Regions from separate parts of the Mus musculus genome. Here region 2 is linked to region 1. Evidence: chromatin contacts called from public Micro-C data. All regions are on one chromosome and are shown on one strand. The core of a region is the stretch at or near the end of the contact, and the rest is flanking DNA. Distances in the headings are between cores, read along the strand shown. Region 1 holds the start of Agps (alkylglycerone phosphate synthase). Region 2 overlaps Nfe2l2 (nuclear factor, erythroid derived 2, like 2).

The links. A called contact is a pair of places that touch in the nucleus more often than the background predicts.
Region 2: a Micro-C map of palatal mesenchyme shows a contact between it and region 1, with 1.5 times the contacts expected there. The contact joins the enhancer-like site here to the promoter of Agps in region 1. A contact is called at or near these places in 19 of 39 promoter capture datasets (the 3T3-L1 cell line, 3T3-L1-derived adipocytes, the C10 cell line and 12 more), 2 of 15 datasets of contacts at CTCF or cohesin (the NIH/3T3 cell line and large pre-B cells), 13 of 484 Hi-C or Micro-C datasets (the AML12 cell line, adipose-derived mesenchymal stem cells, bone marrow-derived dendritic cells and 8 more), 13 of 115 datasets of contacts at active chromatin or transcription factors (CD8 T cells, the HPC-7 cell line, the NIH/3T3 cell line and 9 more) and 3 of 9 other capture datasets (adipose tissue, liver and pancreatic islet).

What each region holds. Positions count from the first base shown.
Region 1 is chr2:75,830,448-75,834,914 of GRCm38.p6, reverse strand. It overlaps Agps (alkylglycerone phosphate synthase), which reads right to left and starts at 2,738. Exons shown (of 20, transcript NM_172666.3): 1 at 2,404-2,738. The coding sequence starts at 2,702. Gm34861 (a long non-coding RNA gene) reads left to right here and starts at 2,728. Exons shown (of 3, transcript XR_866490.3): 1 at 2,728-2,874.
Region 2 is chr2:75,679,606-75,684,021 of GRCm38.p6, reverse strand. The region is part of intron 1 of Nfe2l2 (nuclear factor, erythroid derived 2, like 2); the gene reads left to right. Among named protein-coding and RNA genes, the nearest start is that of Hnrnpa3, 23 kb to the right of the region's middle. Within about 2 kb of position 2,446, at least 40 of the 459 cell types and tissues checked have an H3K27ac peak or open chromatin away from gene starts, as enhancers often do. A contact at or near this core is called in the HPC-7 cell line, the SCID.adh cell line, palatal mesenchyme and 1 more, where this site is marked.

The DNA of each region.
Region 1 (4,467 bases), core at 1,489-3,988:
ATGTTACCACTACTCAGCTAACCCTGAGCGTCCTCCCACCTTCACCCCATAAGTGAGCTGCAGTTGTCCCTACACTTTGCCATGCAAGGATCACCACTACTTAGAGCAGTTACCCTCAGCCTTAAGAAGTCGTACCCAGCCTGGCAGCAGTGGCACATGCCTTTAATCCAAGCACTCTTGGGAGGCAGATGTGGATCTCTGAGTTCAAAGTGAACCTAGTCTACAAAGCTAGTTACATAGTTACAGGGCAACCAGGGCCACAGAGAGAAAACCTGTCTTAAAAAAAAAAAAAAAAAAAAAAAAAAAAAAAAAGTAGTCTTACCTATTACATCAGAGCATTGCTATTTCTTCCCTAAATGCTGAAGGCAAAGGCCACTAAACCCATCTTAAGGAAACCTGCCCTGCCTACTTAATTTAATAATGTAGGTGCACATATAAATGTTTAGTCACACAGATACCTGCAAATGAGAAAACAGTCATGTGTATGAAGCCACTAGGAAAAATGAGAAATCAGATACTATAACATCAGTGACACCAGAGGCTAAGTGACTCTCGGCTTTACCCTCTCCTACCACCAAGTAACCAAACTCTGGGAACCTCCTCGTAGTCTTAAAATGGTATCGGATGCCTTAATTCCGAGTCCCAGCATTATGCATTAAAGTTAGGCGATTCACAGCCACTGTCTGTCTTCAGACACAAGCAACTACAGCTATTTGTTGAGAGCTTGTGTAACACAGTACACTGAACATCTTTCAGCTGCAGTTTTCTGTTGCCAAAGCAAAAATGCAAAGCAGGGATTAGTTCTTTGGTTTTTTGGTTTTGTTTGGTTTTGTTTCCGTTTCCTAAAACAGGTCTCCAACCTCCACTCCCAAGTGCTTGGATTAAAGGCTTACCCACCACCACCACATCTGGTTCTACATCTTTCTTAAAATGAGGGAGGGGACACAGCTCTGAGAGAGACAGAAAGTTTATACGGTAAAACAGCCTAATGGAATTCAAACCTAGGTTTGTTTCCAGCCATTACAGTTGCCAATCGAATCTTCATCTCCATTCCAGTGTCCTTTCTAAAAAGTAACTCAGATGTTCTTTCCGTCCGCATCCCTGTCATTCTCACAGCTTCTGCCACACCTGAGTCCGGTAGTTCTCTAGTCCCCCACACTCTTTACCTGTGACCATTCTGTTTGTCTACCACGAGCTTTCTCCCCCTCCAGGGCTGTTTTCATTACAAACTTCAAGATTTACACAGAAACCCCTGGCTCAGAAAAGCCTTTATCCTAACAAATACATATACTCAAAACTAGGGTTAAATGACCATGAGTTTCAATTATCAGCTAAATTTCTTAAACTGTATTATTACTTTGGTGCCCTACAGGGAAGAGCACATTTCAGAATCCCTGCATTTCTGGCACAGTGTGTATGCAGTGAGAACTTAATTACATGGGTTGAATTCATGAGGCAGTCCATTTGATTTGCTTTTGATGTGTAAACTGTAACACAGGTACCTGCTACCTGCAGCACACTTCTTAACCTTTTCTTCTAATTTCTTCATCTGTAAAATGGAAGACTACTGCACCTACCTAATACCTTAGGAACGTAGAAGTAATGGAAATAGCACCATCTCCAGCACTTTGAAAGTACACATTCGAGTTAGCAAAATCTTTTTTTTTTTTCATTCTCCAAGTTTTTCCAAACTGATCATCTCAGAAAACACCATCTCTCGACAGCTTTCATCAGAGACAGAGATTCTCCTCCAATGGTCTTAAGGTTTTACAAACATTCCTCATTCAGACTCTTGTCTTTTAGCTTCTTAAAGGATCAGTAGCTGGAATACCAAAGTCTTAAGTCACTAACGCTTGCAGTCTACTGTATCTCACTCACTCACTCACTGGTTTCCTCCCTTAAAGTTAGAATCCATGACCACAAGGAAGTGGTAACCTACCCTACAGAAACCACTCACACCTCTCCCCAGAGTACCACCATCCCACTCCAGCTTGCTAGCATCCAGGCTTTTGAGAATTCGTAGAAATCTGATTATCTAGTGCAATTTTAAAACTCCTCGTCGTAGATTAAGACAATCCTCCTGCTACCCGTTCCAAGATAGAGAATGAATTTCCAGCCTCCAAAACCCAAAAGAGGGGATCCGCTTAAACCCTTTTCCCACTAGGTCATGAAATGTGTTTCCTTCAAAAAGAGACACCAAAATCCGGCCAAGCCATGCCGCCCCTTCCCGACAGAGTCCGGTGTGTCTGGTCCACTCCCAGCCCGCAAGCTGATGTACTCTCAGGGATCGGAATGCCTTCCGCCCACCCTGCCAACTCCCTGCCCACTCCCGTGCTCTCCTCTCCCACAGCCCAGGCCGCTCACGGCCTCCCGCCGCCAGCTCCATCCCGGGCCGCTACTCACCGCTTCTTGGGGATGGTGCCCGACTCTGGTGCGGCAGGAGTAGCGGCGGGCGACGCCCCGGCCGCCGACGCGGCTCTCCGCGCTTTGCACTCATTGGTACTCGGAGCCTCCTGGGGCCGGCCCAGCAGATGGCCCGACAGAACCCGCAGCCGCCGGCGCGCGCGGCCCGCGTCTGGGTCCCGCTCGCTCGCGCCCGCCTCGCCCGCCGCCGCCTCCGCCATGGCTTCCGCCTTGTGCCGCCGCCCGAGGCCGCTGGGCTCGGGTGAAAGGTCACTCAGAGCGGCGCCCCGCGCGACCATTCGCTGCGGCGCATCCCGGCAGTCACCGCGGCGACTGGCGGCAGGGGCCTTGCGCCTGGAGCTTCAACGGGCTCTGTCCCCGCCCACAGCAGCTTCGCCCCGCCCCTCCCCGCCTCGGCCACGCCCGCCGCCGCGCCTCGCCACGCCTCGTCCTGGCGTACCTGCAGAGCAGGTGAGTTCCAGCGGAGCCCGGATTGGCCCAAAGGGGCAGGAGGAGAGCCAAACTACACAGCACACCCGCAGTTGCCAAACCTATGGGTGTGGCATCTTGGATGTGGCCCGAGCGCCCGGAGGCTATTTTCTGGAACAGATGCCTAGGAGCCTGAATAGTGAGTGGGCCGGTGGTGCTGCTGATCTGGCAATGGAGCCAAACCTGGTGAACTTCCCCTAGGTCAAAACCAATCCTTTAAGCGATAGAGCCAGTGCCCCATCAGTCTCTAGGTGTCTAGCACTGTGTTCAGCACTCATGTGGAAGTGAGAGGACAACTTCCAGTTGTCTCTTTCCACCATGTGTATCCAGGGCATCAAACTCGGGTCATCAAACTTCGTGGCAAGTACCTTTACCTACTGAGCCGTCTTGCCCACAGGCTGTATAAAAACCACAGCCTTCAATCTAATGGTTGTTTTTTTTTTTTTTTTTTTTTTTTGGTTTTTTGGTTTTTTGGTTTGTTTGTTTACGTGAAAAAGTGTTATCTGCAAAAATACCATTGAGTTCGTTTTGTGTTAGCCAACAACTCCTAGGCATGGGGCCCACTCTGAAGTGTGGTTAATATACCTAGTGAGACTCCACTGGCAAAAAGTACTTTTCTTGTGCGGATGGGTACCAATTTCAGATAGCTTTTTGGTTCATGGTGGGACGCTGTGTCCACTTCAACCTCTCAGCTCTAGGATTCCATCTGGCTTGATCCCCTGTACATCCTTTGTGTGCTGTCACAGTTTCTGTGAGTTCGTATGTGAATTAGTTCTGTTGTATACAAAAGACACTTTCTTTGGAGTCATCCATCAGCTCTGACTCTTAGAATCTTTCCTCCTCTTCTGTGTCGATCCCTGAGCCTTGAAGGGAAGGTGTTGGGTGGCTTAGCATCTTTTTATACTTGATTTTTTTTCCAGATAATATAAAAGCTATAAAGGCCTAGTAACATCTATTTTGTGCATCTACCTAAGGTCTCTGTTGAATTCTCTTTGCTCTTCTGACTTTTAAGTCCATGAGAGCTCTGTTTAGGTGACCATCCTCTCACCAGGGCAAACCTGCTCCTGCAGGGTGTGACTGGGGCTGGATGCATGACTAAGAGAACAGATATGCATTCCTGAACATTTCATAACAGAAGAAAGAGATCCTTTGACATCATTCTCTGCTAGAGAAGTAGCGTCTTACTTAAAATAAATCAATAAGTAAACTTCAGTTTGCCTTCCAGTGCTGTGCACATGTTCATAATGACCATCCTGCCTTGCACAAGCTGAAGAAAACGATGCATTCATATCTATTGGCTTGGTAAAAGTCGCCAGAGAAGTTGGAGGTGACTCGGTCCAAGAATTAATGAGCTAAGGGTTTTTCCTAACCGCTGTCCCCTCCATTCATCCAGACATTTCTCCCACTTCCTCATATTTTACTTCCATTATCTTCATCCGGCAAATTCAGATATCACCAGTGACGTTGCTGCAGAGAAAAATAGACTTATCAGTTATTGAGTCTTGATGTTCTATCGCCTCTAGTGCAGATTATCCTTTGACCTTGCAAGAGCGTATTCATCCGCCTGTGCTTCCT
Region 2 (4,416 bases), core at 1,197-3,696, 150 kb after region 1:
GCACGCCTTTAATCCCAGCACTCGGGAGTCAGAGGCAGGTGGATTTCTGAGTTCGAGGCCAGCCTGGTCTACAAAGTGAGGTCCAGGACAGCCAGGTCTATACAGAGAAACCCTGTCTCGAAAAAAAACCAAAAAAAAAAAAAAAAAAAAAAAGATACAATTTTTAATTTCAATAATATGCCAAGGTCTCAGTTTACTGAAGAACTTTATTGTAGGGTGGGAATCATTTTAAAATCTTTTGCTAAATGTTTGTTCAAAGACTGGCTTGAAATATAATATGGCTTCAGTGTTCAAGGTCTCTGTTTATCCTTGTGCAGAGATGTTTATTTCAAAATGCCCTGACTTTGTTGTCAAACTGTACCCTTCCACGAGGCCTGTGATGGATTACCCAGACAGCAAATAATTATTACACATTTTGAATCTAACTTTTTGTTGGAGCAGATGGTGGTAGAACATGAATTGTCCAACATTCTGCTTCCTTCTGTCTCTTGCGTAAGCTAAGTTTGTAGTGGAACTTGGAGCACACTCAGGAATCCGTAAGTGGCAGGCAGCATTTGCCCCGTACACCACGAGGCTCACCCTGGCACTTAGGTTACCTACCCTTGGGCAGCTTTTTCCAGTCTAAGAAAATATCTGTTGGAGTGCTGTGCTAGCTGTTGTCTGCTTTCGGGTCGTCGTCCCCCCGTCCCCCAGACTGTTTATGTGGCCTTCCCTCCTGGGAGACCCACACGGTCAGGGTCGGACAGCTAGCTGCTTTTCAGAACTTTGGCAAGAGCAGTGTTAGTCCTCCTTAGATGCTTCTCTTCCCCGCTGTCTGCTGTCTTGTTCTTGCTTGTTAGGGGCTCCACCCTAGCATTTCCTCTGAGATGCTGTTCAGGTTTCACAAAGCAGTGGTTCGGGGATAGGTCTTTGTGGTGTAAGTCATGCGCCAGTCACGGGGTTCCTTACAGGAAATGCTGAGTGCTTTGTTCATTGCAGAAAATAGCACTTGTGCTGTGGGCCTCCCAGGCAGTGCTTTGGGTTAACAGACTTGTGTACAGTATTTCTTCCCAGGGTAATGCTTTGACTGTTTCATACAGTCTCATCCAGTCTCTGAAGCTAGGTCATTGTGACACACACTTGTAATCCAAGCTTTGGAAAGCTGGGGCAGGAGGATTGCTGTGAGCTCGAATCCATCTTGGGCTTCAGTATGAAATTTTGTCTTAAGAGGTGGGAAAAGGGGGGCTGGAGAGATGGCTCAGAGGTTAAGAGCACTGGCTGCTCTTCCAGAGGTCCTGAGTTCAATTCCCAGCAACATGGTGGCTCACAACCATCTACAATGGGATCTGATGCCTTCTTCTGGTGTGTCTGAAGACAACTACAGTGTACTCATACATGACATGAATTTTTAAAAAAACAAAAAAAAAAAAGAGGGAAAAAAGGGGGCTGGAGAGGTGGCTTAGCAGTTAAGAGCACTGCCTGCTCTTCCAGAGGTCCTGTGTTCAATTCCCAGCAACCACAAGGTGGTTCACAACCATCTGTAACGGGGTCTGATGCCACCTTCTGGTGTGTCTGAAGAGAACAATGGTGTACTCATATACATAAAGTAAATTTAAAAATCTTTAAAAAAAAAAAAAAAAGGCGGGGGAGAGGTGGGGGAAGCAAGTGCAAGGCCCTGGGTTTGGTCATCACCTCTGAAGAAAAAATTACAAAAGATAAAGTGTGCCATGCTCTTGGGCTGGCAAGATGGCTCAGTAAGAGCACTGACTGCTCTTCTGAAGTTCCTAAGTTCAAATCCCAGCAACCACATAGTGACTCACAGCCACCCATAATGAGATCTGACGCCCTCTTTTGGTACATCTGAAGACAGCGACAGTGTACTTCTGTATAATAATAAATAAATCTTGGGCCAGAGCAAACAGGGACTGAGCGAGCGGGGTTGGCCGGAGTGAGCAGAGGTCCTAAAAATTCAATTCCCAACAACCACATGAAGGCTCACAACCACCTGTACAGCTACAGTGTACTCATACACATAAAATAAATAGATAAATCTTAAAAAAAAAAAAGAGGGAAAAAATCAAATTTCAGACATTTTCCTTCTGAAACTTGTGTGGAAATCTAAAACAGCAAAATGTGTTGGGCACAGGAAGAAACTCACTGTTGCTGCATTCAGATAAGAATGTCTGAATTCAGACCTATGACCAGATCACTCTGAACATGGGCTGGTGCTATTTGATGCTAAGCAGGATCAGCGCTGGCTTGTACTCTGATAGGAAGATGTGTGCTGTTTAGGAATCCAAAGTATAAAAGTTGCTTAAAATCGGCTTGTTTTTACTTTTTAAAACTTATAAGGTTAATCGTGTGTGTGTGTGTGTGTGTGTGTGTGTGTGTGTGTGTGTGTGTGTGTGTGTGTGTGTGTGTGTAGAAGCTAGAGGTGTCAGATTTCCTAGAGCTGGAGTTCCAGGCAGTTGTGAGCAGCGTCACGTGGGTGCCAGGTCCTCCGGGCAGTGCATGGTCTTCACTGCTGAACCTTTCACCAGCTAGGTTTTAAAAAGCAGTTTTCTTTTTCTTTTGCACGCTTTATAGCACAGCTCTGAAAGTGCAGAGAACTTCCCGGACTCTATGAAGCCTGTGTGGGTGCCAGACAGGGATCACACTGGATGTCCCTGGCCCACTGGAACAATTAGATGACAGCCAGGTATGGGTGGCATATGCCTGTAATCCCAGCACTGGGGAGATGCAGGCAAGAAGATAGGAGTCAAGGCTATCTTTTTGGCACATAATAAGTTTGTGACCAGCAACCCATGAACAATTAAGTGTAAAAACCTCTTGGTGACCTTCCTGCTGGAAATGCATGCTAGGCTGTGGGGGCCACAGTTTTAGCTCAGAGCTGTTCCAGGTGAGCTGAGCCTTCCTGGGCCTTGATAAGGATCCCCCAAGGTGTTCTTTTCTGATCATGTTACAGGAAACGAAAAACAAAGACAGACTGGGATGGTTTAGGATGTGCATTGAGGGAAAGTCATCCTAGGAAACTGTTGGTGACTGAATGGGCCTGTGACTAATATACAGCACAAGGAGGTGCTCACCGCTCTCCACATTTCAGCTACCACCTAAACTCCATGCTCTAATTTATGGATGTCTCAACTCCCTTAAAATACAAAGACAAGCAGAGCAGTGGTGGCGCACGCCTTTAATCCCAGCACTTGGGAGGCAGAGGCAGGCGGATTTCTGAGTTCAAGGCCAGCCTGGTCTGCAGAGTGAGTGTCAGGACAGCCAGGGCTACACAGAGAAACCCTGTTTCAAAAAACAAGAACAAAGACAACAAAAGTACATGTTAGCATGTTTCAGAGGAGGACCTAGAAGCTTCATTGTGACACCATCCATGATTTGGGAGTAATATTCAGCTAGTCTCAGTGTTACAGCCCACCACTGTTCCATTTGTTACAAATGCATTGGCGTGGAGTTTGGTGCTTACAGCAGGTCTCCCATCAGTGAACATTTGCTAACTCTGGCTTATTTTATATTTGTGAAGAAATTTGTCTCCTTTGGTAACCATCTGTATGCTGGGGCAGGAAAGAATAATGAACACTTCTGAAGTTTTGAAGCATTATCATTTGGTGGGAACAAGAAAAAATAATTGTGTTAAAATCAACTCTTAGCATGTTTGACACTGATGATTTTAGGGTAAGTTCCATTAGAAATTGTCATCCCGTCCTTTGGCTGAGAAGTCCAGCAGACTTTGTTTTACTCCTTGTTAGTACATAGCTATAGCTGGAAGCTCGGTGTTAGTGGTGGCACACCCCAGCCCTTGGTTAGCAGCGCAGGAGCATTAGTAGTTCAAGGAAGAGGGTGGTTAGTGGTTCAAGGCCAGCTTGCGCTACATGATCCCATTTCAAAAAACAAAAACGTGCCTGGGCAGTGGTGGCGCATGCCTTTAATCCTGGCAGAGGCAGGTAGTTCTCTGAGTTTGAAGGCATCCTGGTCTGCAGAGCAAGTTCTAGGACAGCCAGGGCTACACAGAGAAACCCTGTCTCAACTAAAACAAAGCAAACCCCCCGAATATTGTTTTTTATTTGCGGATGTCTGTTTATTGAGACAGGGTTCATGGCAGACATGAGTGTCTCAGTGCATTTGCTATCCTCTCTTCTAAAGGGGCGGGGGGGGGGGGTGCGCTGGAGAGGTGGCTCAGCAGTTAAGAGCACTGACTTCTCTTCCAGAGGTCCTGAGTTCAATTCCCAGCAACCACATGGTGGCTTATAACCATCTATAGTGAGATCTGATGCCTTCTTCTTGCCTGTAGGCAGACCACTGTATACATAATAAATAAATCTTAAAAGGGGGGGGGAAGGTGTGGGAGTCTTAAAAGTATGGCAATATGCATAAGTTTAGCTATTTCTGTTGTTTTGCAGTCATCAGTGATCCAAACTAATTCGAATG